Regions from separate parts of the Mus musculus genome. Here region 1 is linked to region 2. The links are chromatin contacts, called in public targeted proximity ligation maps. All regions are on one chromosome and are shown on one strand. The core of a region is the stretch at or near the end of the contact, and the rest is flanking DNA. Distances in the headings are between cores, read along the strand shown.

Region 1 (3,748 bases), core at 124-2,623, 640 kb after region 2:
GAAAATAAACTTCCCGTCAGAAACCAGCCTTCTGTCTTTTTTATGTGTGTAGCGCTGAACTCGGTCCTGTCTGAAGGTGAAATGAAACATCCGAGAAGCACCTGCCCGGATTCTCTCAGCTCCCCAGGTCAATAGCATCCTCCACCCCGACTGTTAGCCCGGCAGTCAAAAAGGATCAAGCATTATCCAGAATCCGTTAGATGGACCAGGACACCGGGGCCACCAAAGGAAGACAGTTGGAGTGTGGGTTTAAAATCCGGGCAGAGGCAGCGCTGCTACCACTGATGTGCCCTTGACAAGTCGCCTATGATCACTCAGACCCCTCATTCTCTGGACGAACCGCGTCCAGAGCTACGCAGATGCCCCTGCAGGCCTTACCCTTTAACACCCCCACGCGGTGAGGACACGCGGGGTCTCAGAATAGTCGCGAGCCAGGGGCTGTTACACCGCCTGGGAAGGAAGGGGCTCGCTCCTCCGGGAAGGGGGGTCCCACCTGTTATGCCGTTGGGGGTCATCGAGGGGCCGTGCTGAAGGGAATCCCAAAGCCGCGGACTCTTGGCCCCGCTGCGATCAGGCCAGGAGGTACCAACTGTCACTCTGCCGCCCAGGGTTGTGGGGGTGGGGCTGTGATTTTGGGGGTCCACCCCTAAGCACTACGGGACCTCTGGCTGGCTTCCACCTGGAAAGGTCCTCAGTCCCGGGCTCTCAGGCCCCGCTACCGTCCGCTCGCCTCAATGTGACACCAGGCAGCCTTCCAGCCCGCACGCAGCACCTCGGAAAGGTGCCCACGGACGCCTCCTCCTTCCTCCCCGCCCAAGTTGGCGGGGGAGCCCCGCCGGCGGCCCGCCCCCTCGGAGCCGGGATCGCGGCCGCCAGAGCGCTCCCCCGCGCCCACCCCCACGAGCGGCCGCGGGGGACCGCACGCCAGGTACGCGCGACACCGCGCGGTATGCGCTCACGCCCCCTCGCCCCGGCTGCCCGCCCGCCGTCAACCGAGGTCAGGCCTGGCCCGAGAGACTCGGGTCAGATCCAGCCGCTCGCGACCCGGAGGCCGGCCCTCCACCCCCGCCCCGCGACTCACTTGCACGCGAGTCGTGGCAGCCGCCGGAATTCTTTCCACGCGCCGAGCCCCGCGCCGCGGAACGAAACCGGGGCAGGGCGGCGTGCGGACTCTGCACCCGATCCCGCTCTCCCGTCCGCGTGCCAGGCTCCCGGGACGAGCAGCCCGCCCGAACCGGCTCTCCCTGCTCCCGTCCAGCCGGCAGCCCGCCGCCGCTGCTCCGGCCGCCGCCGAGCTGGCGAGAAGGCTTCTGACTTGGAACCTCGGGCTGCCGAGCATGCCCAGTCCGCGGCGGAGCCGGGTCGGCTTCCCGCGCGACGCCAGTCCGTTCCTCCGGGTGTTCCCGGCGGCCAGGGGGCGGGGACCGCGGACGCTCGACCAGGGACCCAGCTGAGTCCCGCAGGACAGCTGGCCGTGGGGTGTGCTGGGGGTGGGGACGGGGGGGGGGGGGAGTCCTTTTTGTTTCTAGAAACGGGAACTGGAGATGCGGTTCCCTTTCGCCCCCACCACCCCCCAACCACGAGAAGAGAAAGATGGTGGGTTTCATCCTCCGGGATCAGAAGCCCTATTAGGAGCCAGCCCGAGAGTTGTGCGGCAAAAGGCGGCTAGAAGGTTGGGGACACAAACTCAGCCTTGGTGAAACTACCTACGGGGACAGCTGTTGGCGAACTACACTGGCATTTTCTTTCCCACCAAGCCCAAGAGCTGCGACACTTGTGACTCCCTTATGATTGATCATTTAAAATGGATGAACCTCAAACTCTTCGGGACATTTTTCCGAAGCTCTAATCCTTAAAACCACCATCTCCCCCCCCCCCCCCCCCCCAAATCAGGGGTCTGCAGGCTTCCTAAATCGCGCAGCCCCAGGCAGCGTGAAGGCCCAGGAGTTCTCGGGAAGAACCGGGCCCTCCCCCCTAGTCCGTCCGGGCCCCACCTCCCGCCGCCTCTCGGAGCTGCGGCGAAAACCTGGAGAGCGCCGCACCAGGGCCGGAGCACTGCGCATGCCCAATGGCCCCACGGGGTGCGGGTCGCCGGCAGATCTCCAGCTCGGGCAGTGGAACCCGGTACCAGGACGGTGATCTCGCGGCAGAGACAGCAGCCTCCAGTAGCTCCGGCCTTCTGGGCCGACCGCTCGTACCACCGTGGCATGGGTCGCCCGGGACGCGCTACCCTGCAGGGTCTGGTCTGGGGGCGGGGAGGGGGGAACGGCCGTGCCTGCGAGACACGTGACTGTCCGCGGAGCTCCGGGGCAGCCATCTTCAGCTCTCCGGGGCCGTAGACGAAGAAGGGTCCGGGATCCGGGCAGACTCTAGTCCATTTGCCTCCCCACCAGGCACAGGCCCCCGCCCTCACCTGCATGCAGTCCGCCAGTCTACAGCGGGGGTACAGCGAGGGTACTGCGACGCCGGTGACACCGGGAGGACCGGCTGTCTCCAGAGCCAGAACCTAACGGCTAAGAATTGGAGAGCCGCTCTCTTGGAGCTGATGGCTTCTGCTTTTCCCCAGGGGCGGAAGTTGGGAAGAGGAGTTCCCGTTCCTAAGGCGCTGGCATCGCTCCTCCTGCTGCTTCCCTGTTCTGACCCATTCCCGGCGACGGAGGATGAAGGTGGCGAAAGATGTTTGGACAGCCGTCGCTCTCCTCCATGCTTTTCTCCTGCTGCTGGTTAGCTTGGATGGTGATGGTGTCACCTGGGGTCCTGGAATCTCTGGGCCCGCATCCTCATTACCCGAGAATTCGTTAGAACGACACATTCACGACCACACCTAAACCTACAGAATCAGAAACGCCACTAGTGGGGTCGGTCCTGAAACCTGGTTAACAAGCTCCCAAGGTGAATCTGATGGCCGCTTTCCCTAAGCAGTAGAGACCCTTTTTCGTGTATGGTGCTGAAAATTTAGCGTCCTCTGTCCCCAAATACAGTGAAAAATCGGATTTAAAATGTGTCTGCTCCTGTGTGAGCTCTTAAAGGTCTTGTCCTCTCCTGCACCTCCGGCCTCTTCACCTTAGGACACTATGCTATCGCACTTCTCAGGGAGATAAGAAAGGGTGGCCTGACGCATACTGCTTTTAAATGACAACCCACTAACCTGCTCTATTTGAGTGTCAACCAAGAGCAAGGGAGTGGCTGAGATTATAGTAGCCCCGCTGGTTATTTTCATCAGTTTGCACCTAAGAGGGAAAAAAAGGAGGCTTGCTGTCTTGAAGTAAGTACTGGACAGCCGCTGGCTCTTTGCAGTGTTACTTTGCATTTGCTGTAACCAAGGTCAAAGCAAGCGAGCTGCTGCCTGGCAGGTCATGGAATCCAGACTTTAAAATTCTCCCTCCCCACCCCACACACACTTGTTACAAGTGTGTCCCAGGCATTAGAGTTAGTTTAGTTTTTCTTCCCCTCCCCCCTCCCTGTATCTTTGAAATGTTTTTTAGGAAAAAGAAAACATTTTTCTATGAAAGTTTTAGGAGTATTCCTAATACATGAAAAGGGCAGAGTATACAAGTATTTTATACTCCAAATTTCACTCCAATTTCAGAAAGTGGTTCTTAGAAAAGGCACACATAAAATATACATAACAGAGCTTTAAGTAAATATAGGGATGGTAATCTAGAGAGAAATCCTCGCCTTGAAAGTAACTTGAATGGCGTGGTCATAAGAGATGCTTCAGAGTTGGCATACTTTTAAGTCAGTCACT
Region 2 (4,078 bases), core at 1,217-3,716:
GATGACCATGAAGAAACAATTCACCAAAAGCATTCAGAAGTAAAGCATTGAAATTATAAACATTTTCCCCCAAAGATAGAAAACTTCAGTGTACATCAATGAAAACTGCCAGTCTCTCCTCATTAAAAAACAAATTTTGACCTCATCTGAGCCAGTAGACTATCAGTTAACACCATATACTTGGAAATCAAGAAGTTCAGAGGAATAGCAAAAGGCAGATGGAAATGCCATGTGAGTCGGGAAAAAAAAATCTCTGCAGCCTTTGCCTCCCTGGCATGGACCATGTGTCCTTTATCCTCCTCACCCCATCTCTTCTCCTTGGAGCCCAGCAGACTTCAAAAGTTAGTCATAGCATTTCACTGGGGTCTGAGAAAGATAAACACAGACAGTACTGGGTAGTGAGTTACATATTGGTCACCTAAGGTTCACACCCACCCAGAAGTTGTAAATTAGAAGAAACTTACTTGAAACAAGGTCTTTATAGACATAATGAATAGTGTGCTTTCACGAGTCATAGCTGTGTTTTCACAAGTGGGAGACATAGACTCAACCACTGTGGAAGACAACTGTGCAGAAATAAAGAAGGTAGACAGTGGAGACCTATGAGCACAAGTCACAGAAGGCCCAAGATGGTCAGCAGCCTCCAAACACCAGGAAAAGAGCCTCCCTGCTAGCCTTCAATGACACCACATCCCTGCTGACACCTTGAATCTGAACTACTTGATGCCCACTGCCCAAACTACAAAAACACAAATTTCTGTAATATCAAACTCACTAATCATTGGCTTGACCAGACCCAAGTTATAGTGTGTGCGGACACAGGCCTTTCTGGACATTCCTACAAATGCAGTTCTCTTGAGGAGGTCAGGCACACATTTGGGAGGGTATCTAAATCACCCCCCATCCTGGAAATGGGGCCTTTTGATACTGTAAGTACTTTCATGTGCACTGCAATTTTAAAAAGATCAGAAGATCTCACAATGCCTAGTTTTCTCCATGCAGACCCACTGTGGATTATCATGCTATACAGTAGAAGAGCCCTGAGACCGGCGTTCTTCCAATGAGCTTTTGGATGCCCTGTCATGTATCTGAGCTCTGTCTCCTAATGTGCACAGAGCTCATGGAAACATAACAAATACTAGAAGCACAGCAGAGTGCCATGGGGTTGTGGACAGGGACAAATAAATTCATATGAGTCTGAGATGTGCATTCTTAAGCTTAATTAGTAGTTCTTATATTCCCATGCCATCAACTAAAAGTCCCTCTGAATGACATCCCTGACTTGGGAACGGGGTGGGGTTGGGGGGGGGGGTCTTGTCTCACTTTGCAGAGGTGAGACTAGCTTGGAGACATTAAACAATATGACTAATATACGATATCAGAAGCTTAAAATCCAGGGCTATGGAATCCCACACCTCCATATCTTGGCCTTTGTATTCATGCATGTGTACTGCCTGGAAGGGAATAATGGAAAGCGTCCTCTAGGTTTTCGTAGGCAACAAGAACACTCTATGATGTGATCCTTGTTAAAGTAGCACTAGCACATTGATTCTCGATACTGTGTGTAGCTGTACTTTGTTTATACTGAAATATTGAAAACTTGACTAGAGAAAATGAAAGAAGGAATAAATGAAAAAAGAAAGGAAAAGAGAAGAGAAGAGAAGAGAAGAGAAGAGAAGAAGGAAGGAAGGAAGGAAGGAAGAAAGAAAGAAAGAAAGAAAGAAAGAAAGAAAGAAAGAAAGAAAGAAAGAAAGAAAGAAAGAGAAAGAAGAGGGAAGGGAGGAAGGAAGGAAGAGAGGGAGGGAGGGAGGGAGAGAAAGAAAAAGAAAGAAAGAAAGAAAGGAAGGAAGGAAGGAAGAAAGAAAGAAAGAAAGAAAGAAAGAAAGAAAGAAAGAAAGAAAGAAAGAAAGGAAGAAAGGGAGAGAGGAAAGGGAGAGAGAAAAGAGGGAAGAACCAAAGAAAGAACTGGTTAAAATCTTGTGAGCTAGCTAGCTGTCTTCAAAGGTTCAGCCATGCAGATGCTGAATCTCTCAGGCAAACTAAACCTGAAAATCCGTGTTTGTTTGGTTCAGAGAGCCCATAGCCACAGAGCAGGCCCTAGCACAGCTCAGTCTGTTTATCTAGGAGCTTCTAGAATTCCTTCCTAGAGTACAAGTTTGTAAAAAGCTGTGGTGAGAGGCAAGAGTATGAAACATGCCCAGAAGGACAGAGACTCTTCCGTGGATGGGACTGAAAATCAAGTAAGTCCTAAATGTGGCCAACGCAGCGTCCCATCCGTGACTCCTGAAATGACTTCTAAAATGGGGTCACAACTACTCCAGAGAGCAGAAGTAGATCCAAGTGTGGGCTGAGAAATATGGCAGGAACACACATGGGTCCATTCCTGGCACGGAGTTAAAAGCACGTTACATATTTGGTGAATGAGGTCAGACACGGTAAACAATGGCAGTCAGTGCTGCGTTTGTTGAATGACTGCTCTGAACAGGGCACTCAGCTAAATCTTTCTCATGCGTGAGCTCATTTAGGCCTGTCAACAACCGTGGGAGGTTTTTTAAACAACTGAAGAGGCCAAAGCTTTGGATATGCTTTCTTGTATGACATCAGTCTAAGAGCACAGAACATGGCTCTTTGATCTCCAAACGACTTCATATGTCTTCCTACATGCTAACGATCAGGCTGCCCTGGGAGAAATGAAATCTAGAATAATATTTGTTCACATAGAAAAACTCAGATGTAATGAAAAATTAGTCTCTAAACTGCAAGCAGGCACTGGGAACTCTCAAAGGTACAAGCTTAAAGGTAACTAGAGATAGGGATACACGCCAGAGCATTCAGTAAGAGCGTTCTTCCCCATGGCTGTCAGGTACGGAGACAGGCATCTACTGTGCTGTGGGGATAGCTGCATGGCCCCTAGTTCTTTCTGCAATCCTGCAATGCCACTGGTTGGCAATTCAGAGCATGCCTGCACACATAGATAATGAGAGGACAGAAGGACAAAGCTGGAAAATAAGGAACCAAGCAAGAAAGTGCAACTATCCACAGTGTGGCTGCAGTCATGTCCCAGCTATGCAGGACATGCTCTCTAAGCAACCCTTCCGGCACTTCTGTGTCCTTCCTAAATCTGACGCAAGCAGTCCCTCAGCATCCCTGCTTTACTGCTATCCCTCATAAGCAATGTGTGGCAATAATTCCTTTAAGCCTCTAGTCTTCGAGAAGCAGCTTTTCTAGAATCTTCTAGAGTTAGAGGGGTGTACAACTGGCAATGAGCAGTCCATGTAATTTGCATCACTAAGTCAAACTGTATATGTGTATAAACATATCCATGTATGTGTATATGTATATGTGTGTATATATATATATATATTTATATGTACGCATTTACATTTTATTAGGACACGGTTACAGCACCTTATCTTGTCATCTCTGCTTGTCCTGTTTCAGTTTACACACACCTCCTCTCCCTTGGTTCACTTAGTGTTATGTTTAAGATACTTTTCAAAGGGGTGAGTATAGGAGACATAAGGGACTTGCCATCTAACCACAGATCAGTCACTAACAAGCGTCTGTGGTTGGCACATCAGATTCCTTTAAAACCTCCAGATCTCCCGTTTGTTTGTCACAATGTTTGTTTGTTAATCCACAAGGGTGAACAGGATATTTCCTAAAATCGATTCTGGGCAGTAGTGACTTCCAAAAGCAAATTGTTGGGGAAGCCTTCTGCCCCTGTAAAGGTTTTCTTACGGGAGAGCTAGTGATCCACTGAGAGCTTTATGCTTACCATGAATTCACACACAGCCCTGGCCCATATCTGCACATGAAGCTTACAGGAAACGCCATCCATGTCTTTGCAAAAGAGTCAAAATCAACTTCAAGGAAACAAGTAGTTTATGTAAAGTCACACAATCTGTGTGTGAAAGAATTCTCCAAGCCTGTGAACATCAAGGCCATTAGTGTGTTGGTCACTATCTACTTCTGGATTAGACTGAGTTGAAATTTCTCTTCTGCCTACCCTCTCAAGGTTTCTTTCCCTTATTTTAATTTTATTGGAAAGAGGAGATTAAAATCCATGCATAAAAGC

Evidence for each region.
Region 1: a targeted proximity ligation map of pancreatic cancer cells shows a contact between it and region 2. A contact is called at or near these places in 6 of 39 promoter capture datasets (the 3T3-L1 cell line, the HPC-7 cell line, embryonic stem cells and 3 more), 4 of 484 Hi-C or Micro-C datasets (cardiomyocytes and embryonic stem cells), 4 of 130 datasets of targeted methods (embryonic stem cells and pancreatic cancer cells) and 1 of 9 other capture datasets (embryonic stem cells).

Annotation. Positions count from the first base shown.
Region 1 is chr19:32,387,139-32,390,886 of GRCm38.p6, forward strand. Sgms1 (sphingomyelin synthase 1) reads right to left here and starts at 1,374. Exons shown (of 10, transcript NM_144792.5): 1 at 1,082-1,374. It overlaps 2700046G09Rik (RIKEN cDNA 2700046G09 gene), which reads left to right and starts at 2,078. Exons shown (of 2, transcript NR_033198.1): 1 at 2,078-2,238; 2 at 2,567-3,748.
Region 2 is chr19:31,749,080-31,753,157 of GRCm38.p6, forward strand. It overlaps a transcript of Prkg1 not described here. Among named protein-coding and RNA genes, the nearest start is that of Prkg1, 87 kb to the left of the region's middle.